Linked DNA regions of Sus scrofa: all the other regions are linked to region 3. The links are chromatin contacts, called in public promoter capture Hi-C maps. All regions are on one chromosome and are shown on one strand. Each heading gives the region's core, a stretch centred on a gene start, on an enhancer-like site or on the middle of the called end of the contact. The rest is flanking DNA. Distances are from core to core; before and after follow the strand shown.

Region 1 (3,300 bases), core at 163-2,662, 83 kb before region 3:
AAGATTTGAATATAGATCAATAAATGGGAGTTCTTACCACAACCTTTTATGCTCCCAACTTGCACATTCAGACAGAGGTGACATGCAGCAAACTCTTCAGTCTCCTCAAAGGAGATAAAACAGCCCTAGGCTAGTTCTACACCTCAATCATCTTTAAATACCAAGAGCCCAACTTAGGCAAAGAAGACTTTTAATCAACCACCACTGACGACATAAATGAGTAGCCCAATAGGAAGCACCGAGGTCAACTTCAAATAAATGTTAACTCACTTTAAGCCAAGTGAGAGGAGAAAGAGGCGATCTGGCCAGGTTCTCAAGCCCCGAGGCGTCTTGGTAGAATCCCCCGGGCCTTTCCACAGGCTAACACCTGCCCTTGGCAAAGGAACGCCAACTATGGGTCTCTGGAACCTCTGCCAGCTTTGTCCTTTGTGATAGTGCCACCTAGCGAGGCTCCAGAGGCACTGCTGCCTATCCCCGGCAATGCCGGGACCACTGCGACAAGGTGTTAGCGCTTAGGACTTGAGACTGGGAAAGTGGTCCGCCCAGGCTTGCGTCCCTCCATCTTACTGCCGGGTTAATGGTGTAAACTAGTCATGCACTGCTCCCATGACACCGCAGAGGAAGCCCGTGCCGTCCCACCCCAAACGTCGTCCAGACCCCGAGAGTCTGATAGCCGTGAAAGGTTAGCTTATTGGCTACTCTTCGTACATAATCGACCAGCAATCACTTCGTGATTTCAATTCCAATCCTCGGAGGGAGGCAAAGCAAGCATTACTATCCTCATCTGTCATTGCACAGATGAGAGAAATGAGGGAAGGTAATTAACCCAAGGTCACAGAGGGTCCTGGCCCTGCCAATCCGGCTCATTCTCCAATCCCATGTCCCTCATTCAGTGTGTGCCCAAGGGGACAGAGGCTCGGGCACCCTGCGCCGAGGACAAGCGTGGGTGCGCAGGACAAAGCAAATAGGCGACCGCAGCTCTCCGTCTTTCTTCCGACCACCGAGCGCCCGGCACGTTCACCGGTGCTCGGCGTAAAAGGGCCCAGAGCAGGAAACAGAGTCCCGCACAAGTAGCCCCTGGGAGCACGCGGCGCCGGGTCACGTGAGAGGGGAGAGCCGGCGAGGGCCGTCGCACGCACGCACGCACGCACACCCGCCGTACGTAAACACGCACTGAGGCTCTGCAAGCCGCGAGCTGAAGCCCTGGGTCACATGTGGAGGGTGGCCGCGGAGAACAAGGGGCGGGAAGAAGAGAGGTGTCACGTGAAGGAGGTCAGAACAGCGAAGTCACGTGAGAGGGGACGGAGGCGGAGTCTCCGAGAAGGAGGAGGAGGGGCGCGCGGCTTCCGGCGGCTGTGGGGGGGGCCAGGGAGCGGAGGGGGGGGGCCCTGTCCCAGAGGTGGCGGCGGCGCCATCTTGGCGAAGGGGGGATCAGGAAGTGCGGACCGCGGCGGCGGCGGCGGCGGCGGCGGCGGAGCCCGGAGCGGAGGCCGGAGGCTCCCGGCCCGCCGGCCCCGGAGCGGAGCGGAGCGGAGGATGCAGCAGCCGCAGCCGCAGGGGCAGCAGCAGCCGGGGCCGGGGCAGCAGCTGGGGGCCAGGGGGCGGCGCCGGGGGCCGGGGGCGGCCCGGGGGGGGCCCGGGGCCGGGGCCCTGCCTGAGGCGGGAGCTGAAGCTGCTCGAGTCCATCTTCCACCGCGGCCACGAGCGCTTCCGCATTGCCAGCGCCTGCCTAGACGAGCTGAGCTGCGAGTTCCTGCTGGCTGGGGCCGGAGGGGCCGGGGCGGGGGCCGCGCCCGGACCTCATCTCCCCCCACGGGGGTCGGTGCCTGGGGATCCTGTCCGCATCCACTGCAACATCACGGTGAGGACCCCTTCGCGTGCGCGTCTCTGGGGACCTCTTGTCTGGGACTCGGGATTACCCCACACGGCTTTTTGCTCTCCAAAGACCTGGGAGGCCGAATCCCCCTCTCGGGGCTAGGCTCCTTTTCTCCAGGTTACACTTGTTTGTGCCGTTTGAGGTTCTGTCGTGCACCTGGAAAGAATCTCTGCCCTTCATAGTGAGGGACACCCGACATATGGCGCCTCAACTACCCCTTTCCACTAACCCACCCACATCCATGGGTTCATGATTTTGGCTACTAAGCAACTTTACCTTGCCACCCAAGAATGCCCCTCTCATCCCCCCACTATCACCTGAAGGTTCCAGGCTGCTGCACTGACTTGAGCTGGAAGGACCTCCCTTGGAACTCTGCAGATTTCAGTGATGCCCCCTTTTCAGTAGCACCTTTGATTTAGGACGTTGCCACCTGTGGGATCCCTGCCCAGGCATCTCTTATTTAGCCCCTCTTTCAGTTTTATTAAGTGATAGTTTGCAGTTCAGCGACTCCTCTTTTTGGATTCCCTTTTATTCTGGTATAACCTCTAACTCTCCTCTTGCCCCAGCTGGTAGTCGCCACTCCCCTCCTGGTCCCTGTGGGTATCTCTCGTTGTCTTGGGTTCTTGCCTTTCCTGGTAATGATGGTGACGTTTGGGGGCTATCCCGTTTATTCTGACAGTTCCTTCTTTTTTCCTAGTGAACATCATACCATCCTAGGTGCGCTAGAGTAGGAGGCACCTTACATGTCCTAGGCTATACCCTCAAACATCCTGTGAAGAGGTTTGGCCTCTGATAATCTGGGAATGCCTGATACTGCATGGTGTAGCACTTACAGTGGTTGATACCACCTGGTGTGATAGTGTTTGCCCTGCTGGCAGCACTGGTTAGCGAGCCAGGGGACAGTGCTTTAATCCAGGCAGGCAGACTGCAATTGGGAGCAGCTTGGGGAAAGGCAGACTTGTGAATTGCGTGGCGCTTGGGGGTCTGAATTCAGTTTACATGGCTCTTGTTTCTTATCCCTTTTTTCTATCAAACCAGGTCAAGGTGTGGTGAGGCCAGCCTCCGCTTGGGTTGGATGATGCCCCACCAAACTGTGTTTCATGTCCCTCTCCTTTTTCCTGCTGAGATATTAAGGTTGAAGGACTAGGTGTGGCTCAGTGAGCTGAAGACTTGAGCATCTTTGATAATTTGTTTTCCTTCAGCATTGAAGAGTGTAGCCATGGCAGAGCTAAGAGCCCAGGGAGGAGTGGATAAGGTTTCCTTGGCATGTGTGGAAACTTCAGGAGTTAATTTTGTGCCTGAGTTATGCTTCCACTTCCTTAAGGATAGGTTTGCCCCCTTCTATCTGCCCTCCCAGTTACCAGAAGCCACCCACTGTCTTTCTGCCTGGAAGGGCTTCGTTGAGAAGGTTCTCAGTCGGACTT
Region 2 (3,351 bases), core at 154-2,653, 77 kb after region 3:
ACATGGAGGAGTGGGCCTCCACCAACTGAGCCTGACAACCTCCTATCCCAACCTCTGTGACCCTCAGTCTCTTCTTTGGAACCAAGTAAGATTTAGATCCCGTGGTGAAGGATTAGAAAACTCATGTCAAGCACCAGAGGCCTCCATCAACAATGGCTACTACCCACAGGAGTTATAAATGTGTGCCAAGAAAAAGAATCCCTTCACCTTCCTCTTCCAAAGCCAAGGAACACAACCATTCAGAAAGCAGAGAGCTGCAGGCACATCAGCCTCTAGCTCTCTGCAGCAGGGAGTGAGAGACAGGCAGAGGGTGGGTGTTCATTGGGGCAGGAGCACCGTGGGGTCTAGCAGTGCCTTCTAGCAGTGAAAGCCAGAGCCCCCACCTCGCCAGCAATCCGTTCCCAGAAGCCTGCCGGCTGCCCGCATGGTTTTCCACTGTGTCCTCAAAGAAGCCCTCAGACCCTAAAATAAACCTCTGGACAAACAGTTGCCCGGCTCCTCCAGAGGAGCGACTAGACACGCAGCTGGGCATGCCGCCAGAGCCCAGAGAAAGGACTGCCGGCCAGAGGCGGATTACAGTCCGCAGGAGCAACAAGTGCCCCCTGTCCCCCTGCCTCCCCCTCCTGTGGTCTGGCAGTGGAGTCCAGTGTGTGCCAGCCTCAAGCCGCCCCAATCCCTGGCCAGCCTCCCCACTTGGCCTCAATTCTCAGGGGGTAGGCATCCAGCTTGCTAGAGCTCGTGTCTGCCTAAGCGAGTGCCGGCAACAAGGCAGCGGGAGAGTCCGTGACTCAGAGCCCATGAAATCAGTCCCTTCACAGTCAAGGCACTGTCATCCACACATGAACCCAGGGGGCGGAGGGGAGAGCCAGGAGGAGTGCCTTCCCCAAAGCTGAGGGGCAAACGGGGCGCTGGTACCAAGGACGCCCCGGGCAAGAACTCCACTCCGCTAGGGCATCGCCTCTTAAAGTAACCCGGGACAGCTGTGTAAGGATTCCCGGGGGCCCTGGGAAGGACATACGAGAACACACCTTGTCCTGGACGCAGACCGCAGGGAGCTTCCCGGCCACAGAGCCGTCACGGGGAGAGCGCGCCCGGCCAAAGGCGCAGGACGCAGCAGGGGGCGCGCGAGCGAGGGGCCGCCACCGGACAGCCGGGGCAGCCCGGGACCGCACCTTGTGCCGCGGGGACCCAAACTAGCCCCGACCAGGGGGGGCCGTCACCCCTCCTGCCTCCCTCCGCTGCCCTGAGTCTGCGGCAGCCGCAGAGGTTCCCCCACCCACCAGCTGTCCAAGCCCTTCAGGTGCGCCCGAAGCCCTTACCCAGTTTGGAGCAGCCCCTCGGGGCCAGCGCCATCCCGGGCGCGGCAAGCAGAGCGGTCAGAAGCGCGCAGCGGACGGCCAGCATGCTTCCTCCTCAGCTAATGCCCCATGATCCCAGAGAGGCAGCCAGGCAGGCGGGCGGGCGGCCGGGCGGCCGGGCGGCCGGGGCGGGGCGGCGGGCGGGCTCAAGCCCCGAGGGCAGCCCCCATCCCCGGGGGGCCCGCGCTCAGCACGCAAGGCTAGTCCCCGAGCCCCGCGCCGCACTCGACTCGGCTCCCTCTGGCTGGGCTCCTTGTCAGTGCGACTTCCCACTTGCACATGACTCAGAGCAGCGGACGGTCCTGGCAACGCAGGAAAACATTTGAGGAACTCGCGCTGGAGTCGTCTCTCGGCCGGCCCAGAGTGCTGTTACGAAAGCCGGAGCGGATGGCGCAACAGCCCCGCGCACCGGCCGAGCGGAGGGGGTGGCTTCCGGCCGCAGCGCCGCACCTGAGCCGCGAGGCCCTGAGCCCCGAGCCCAGCGGGGGCGAACTCTCCCTCCCTCTCCTTCTATTGATGAGAACAGGAGAATTAGACGCCACCAGCTCGGTTTTGATTTTTGGTTTCGTGACCAGGATTACTCTGTGAAAGGAGCACCTGGAGAGCCTGGAGGAGGCGATGTGCCTCTTACTGTTAGAGTAAAGCAGCGATTGGCAGCCCTTTCTGCCCCCTCGGAATCACTCGGGGAGCCCCCAAAGCCACCGATGTATCGCTTCACGCCCAGAGATTTAATGGATTTGATTCTGACTTAATGGATCTGGGATGAGGCTCGGGCATCGAGATCCTCGATAGAGTAAAGGTTCATCCTTTCTCCGTGCCTGTGTTCCCTGCAGCACAGGCCAGGGACAGATTTGGGCTCTGGAAGCTTCCAAATGGAAGTATCCCCTCCAGACCTCCACCTTCTGTGACAGCTGTGTGAAATCTTTTGAGTTTCTGTTTCCTCTTATGTCAGAGAGAGATAAGAAAGTCAATATCAGGATGGTTATGAAGATACCATGGTTATAAAGATCTACACACTTGACACAGGGTCCAGACCACAGGTGCTCCATCGATGTCAAAACAGGCACGTCCACCCTCCTGATGTGATAGATAGAAACTGGTACTTGGCTTTCAGAAGCAACCACAACCATCTCTTTAAAGGGCCCACCAAGGTTCCCCAGGGACCCTGAATCTGACAGGTGGCCTCAGAGCTGAGTTTGGAAGGAATGAAAATTACTGAAATAAGGTCTAGGCTGAGAAGTTTCTGGCCCAGCAAGTGCCTATGAAGATGTGCTTTTCCACTTTGGGCTTCAGGACCAGGACCAAGGCTCCTGGGGCAGCAGGAGTGGGCATGGTTTGGTGGAAGCCCCCAGGGGATAGGATCCGGCCTGAAGAAATAGGGTTTCTGCAATGCAGCCGGCGTGCTTCTAGGTTTCTCTGTGGGAACCTCCCATCAGCAGTGCTTGGCAGAACCAGGCACCTGCCCCGACCCACCCCATGCCAGAGGCTGGTTTGGGTGGGCTTGCTCCAGCCACACCCACAGGCGAGGGAAAAAAACATGTTGGAAGGTAGATCTTTTGGCACTGGCCCTTTCTCCTGCTGTTTAAAATTCCTTGGTGGCTCAGTGGATTAAGGATCCAGCATTGTCGCTCCTGTGACTCGGATCACTGCTGTGGCACGGGTTCAGTCCTTGCCCGAGAAATTTCACAGGCCACAGGTGTGGCCCTCAAAAATAATAAAATAAATATGATTAATAGTGGCAAACAATTGCCTTTGGAATGGATAGGCAATGAGATCCTGCTGTATAGCACTAAAAATTTTTTTAAATAATAAAAAATAAATAATAAATAAAATGACATTGCGGTGGGGCTCCCACTGTGGTTGCCCCTCCCCCTACTTGTGGCAGATACAGACCTGAAAATGATCAAAGAGGGACTACAAGCTGCAGTCTAAAACCAGAAGGCTGCAGAAAGCCTTCTGTTCAGATAGGTGAGTTTGAAAGAGGGCTATTGAA
Region 3 (3,522 bases), core at 916-3,415:
CAGCCACAGCCACAGCTACATCAGATCCGAGCCACATCTGTGACCTGCACCACAGCTCACGGCAACACCGGATCCTTCACCCACTAAGTGAGGCCAGGGATGGAGCCTGTGTCCTCATGGATGCTAGTCAGATTCGATTCCAGTGAGCCACGGCAGGACCTCCGATTCACGAGGGCACTTATTGCCAGAAAATAAAATGCCTTTGCTTGAACGACAGAATGTGACATGCACTGATGAGAATGCAGAATTGATATTTGGTAAATGTACCAATATCTCTTAGAATAAAGAGAGTCCTATTTCATTACCATTGTCCATTAATCAGTTTCTGCCTTACATTACCTGGTCTAAAGTAGGTCCTCTCAGATGTACAGCAGAAATTGGCACAACACTGTAAATCAACTATACTTGAGAAATAAGAAAAAGAATTTAAAAATTAAAAAAAAAGAGAAGACCTACTTCAGTAAGTCCTGATAAAAAGAAGAATTTCTGGATATGATTCTGGATATATAGTGTCCTACTGTGCAGCACAAGGAACTATGTCCCATCTCTTGGGTTGGAACATGACGGAAGATAGTATGAAAAAAAAAAAAAAGCATGTACATATATATATGTGACTGGGTCACTTTGTTGTACAACAGAAATTGAAGAAACATTGTACATCAATTATAATTTTTAAAAACCAAATTGGAAAATTTTTTTTAAAAAGAATTTCCAACAGGGTGGTTCAGTCCTTCTTTTATTCCCCAGTGTTTGGGACTCGGATAGATCAGATCCCTTGACTGTCAACATGCCAGCTGCAATTTTGGTACCCATTTCTTCCGGGCGAAGAAGGAGACACTGCCTTGCCATGACTCCTCTGCCCCATTGGACCCAGAACATTCGTTTGGCCTGGCAGGCCTGGTGGCGCTGGTGTCATGGAAATTCTCATTGCTCTGCAAGTTCAGTGCTGCTATATTGGAGGATCATTGTCAAGCGCGCTAACAGCATTTCCTTCCTGAGGAAGCTGAGCCCCTGCAGCTGAAACAATCAGACTGGAGGGGAAAAGAGGTTGGGGAGGGGAGCAACATGGCTCAGAAAACGGGATAGGCCACCAGATACACAATACCAGGAATAGCTTTGCTGTGTTCCTGAAACTGGTACGGGTGGATTAGATCTTTGAGCCTTCGGTGCCAGCTGTCATTATACACAACCAGGAACAGTCCTTCCAGACTGGGGGGGGGGAACAGTTTTATTATTATTATTATTCTTAATGTGTTCTTTGGGGAGGAAAGGAGGAAACCTTACACATGTCCTTTTAGCCTTCACACAGGGTGAGTTTAAACCTCCCTGTCGTGGTTTCATCCTGGGGCTTAAGCACTAGTTTGCCAGTTGGGGGGTGCGGGCAGAAGGGACTGGGCTTTTTTTTTTTTTTTTTTCTTTTTTGGTCGAGTGCCTGATGACTTGTGTGTCTCAAGGATCCACAACCCACGGATGATACCCATTTAGCTGAGGGCTGCGAAGCTTCGGAGCATCCAGTGGGGTGCTAGAAACCTTCCTGTTTGTGCGTGACAGTTCCGGGGATGGATGGGAACCTTTTGGCCCGTGAATCAGGCTAGGATTGTTTTCAGTGGAAGGGACCCTCTGTTCCCCCATTCACATCTTCTCCTTGATTTTGGTCTTGTTCCAGGACGAGTCAAGGCTGTGTCCACATCATCGTGGCTCAGACCAAAGACAACAAATACACCCTGAATCAGACGAGCGCTGTCTTCGACAGCATCCCGGAAGTGGTACACTATTATTCCAACGAGAAGTTGCCCTTCAAGGGGGCAGAACACATGACCTTACTCTACCCTGTACACAGCAAGCTGCACTAAGGTTCAGCCACCAAAAGCCCCGGCGGGGCCTCTTGCACCTCGGAGGGCATCCGCACCCAACCGGCATCTCAGGAGACAGGGCTGAACTGCACCACAGTATTTGGGAGGAAGCGGGACTCTTCATTTAGAAGTCCAAAAATCTTTGACCTTGAATCCATTCTGTGACACTTGGTTCCTGACCGGTCCCTTTTCTCCTTGCTCAGTCGTTCCACAATAAGAAACCAGCATGGACCAGTTGCCTCCACTCTCTGGAGTAGGGTGTTCTGTTTGGGGCATGACCCTCAGGAAAGGTAAGTCCAGAGTCCAGAGATAGGAAGGTTGTCCAAGAATGTGCCAGCTGTTCCCTGGAATGCCTGGTCTCCAAACAAACCAACACAAATGCACTTGGCTTTGACATAAGACAAAACAATGATCATGTGGGCTCAAAGAACAGGTAATACAGGAGCCCTTCTCGGGGAAAAGCATGAACAGTGGAAAATAAGTTAAGTGGTAGGCATTTTGGAGAAAGCTGTCTTTCTCTCTCGAGGGTCCTAGCTAAGCTCTGGAGTGCATGAAAATTCACAGCGTTAGGGTCTGGCCAAAGGATTATTTTGTCAGCCAGCCTTCTAAGAAAGTTTGTGTTTTCTCAGTCTCTGAGGACTTTTTCATCATTTCTCAGCCAATCAGTAATATAAGCATAAATAGGAAGGAAGATAGCCCCGATTTAAGAATCACCAATATAATTTAGCATTGGCAGCGTTACCGTCCTTCTGAATCACAGGATAAAATACACAACAAAGATTTCATTTTTTATTTTTAGCAAATCTGAAAGTCTGCAAAACAAATTTACAATGTATTTTTATATTGGATGCTTCTACAGAACTTCTCAAATCTTTTGTTTCCTCTTTTGTGCATTTTAGTTGTTATTGGAACCATTTTTAATTTTTAATCCCTAAAATTGGATTTGCTTTGTATTTTTAGAGTAACTTAAAAAAAACAAAAACTCTCTATAAAACCCTGGGATCTGATTGTGGGAACTGATTCTCTAAAGCCCGTAAGGTTTCTCTCATGCTGTACAAAGCAGACCAGTTTGCACTGCATAAAAATATTTCAAAAGACTGAAGACTTCTTTAACTACTGTTGCTTAAAGATATTAAAATAATATTCATAGCATTGTTATCTTTATGACTTAACCGTGAACTTATATCACCAATGTACTTACTGTGAAAAAAACCTGCGGGAATGGCGTACTGTGAGAAGCTACAGTGAGGGTCTCTATAATTACAACTGCGCAGATGTTTCTGTATTCTGGGCTTTGTAATTTGGTTCTTAAAACTGGTCTAGATACAAATGTGCTGCCTGTCATCACCGAAAAGTTAACTTTGGTAACTAATATTAAATGCACAAAAAAAAAATGTTGATTTGGGTTAATTTTTAGGGAAACATATCCTTCTAGTTATCAGTCATCATTTACTGTTATAATTAGAGATTAGTACATATTTGCTTCTTTATTAAGATCGTAGCCAAAGGGTCATGATTTTGATTTTAAAAATTTGAAAGAAACTTTTTCTCACTGGATCGCAACGATTTTTGTAATGAATGTTCTGGAGTTCTCTTGTGGCAGAGTGGGTTAACGGTCCCACATTGTCACTGCATTGGGTTGGGTCACTGCTGTGACGTGGGTTTGCTC

The links. Promoter capture Hi-C pulls out the DNA fragments that hold promoters and counts their contacts.
Region 1: a contact with region 3 is called in a promoter capture Hi-C map of liver, with 4 times the contacts expected there. The contact joins the promoter of UBE2Q1 here to the enhancer-like site in region 3. A contact is called at or near these places in 3 of 5 promoter capture datasets (fetal liver and liver), 28 of 47 Hi-C or Micro-C datasets (alveolar macrophages, blood, brain and 15 more) and 2 of 2 datasets of contacts at active chromatin or transcription factors (alveolar macrophages and skeletal muscle).
Region 2: a promoter capture Hi-C map of liver shows a contact between it and region 3, with 3 times the contacts expected there. The contact joins the promoter of IL6R here to the enhancer-like site in region 3. A contact is called at or near these places in 2 of 5 promoter capture datasets (both in liver) and 6 of 47 Hi-C or Micro-C datasets (alveolar macrophages, blood, liver and 3 more).

What each region holds. Positions count from the first base shown.
Region 1 is chr4:95,219,737-95,223,036 of Sscrofa11.1, forward strand. It overlaps UBE2Q1 (ubiquitin-conjugating enzyme E2 Q1), which reads left to right and starts at 1,413. Exons shown (of 15, transcript XM_001929469.6): 1 at 1,413-1,591; 2 at 1,594-1,620; 3 at 1,623-1,861. The coding sequence starts at 1,537.
Region 2 is chr4:95,379,664-95,383,014 of Sscrofa11.1, forward strand. IL6R (interleukin 6 receptor) reads right to left here and starts at 1,404. Exons shown (of 10, transcript NM_214403.1): 1 at 1,320-1,404. The coding sequence starts at 1,404.
Region 3 is chr4:95,301,941-95,305,462 of Sscrofa11.1, forward strand. It overlaps SHE (SH2 domain-containing adapter protein E), which reads left to right. Exons shown (of 6, transcript XM_001929442.4): 6 at 1,667-3,522. The coding sequence ends at 1,853. Among named protein-coding and RNA genes, the nearest start is that of TDRD10, 19 kb to the left of the region's middle. Within about 2 kb of position 2,166, at least 5 of the 83 cell types and tissues checked have an H3K27ac peak or open chromatin away from gene starts, as enhancers often do. A contact at or near this core is called in liver and retroperitoneal adipose tissue, where this site is marked.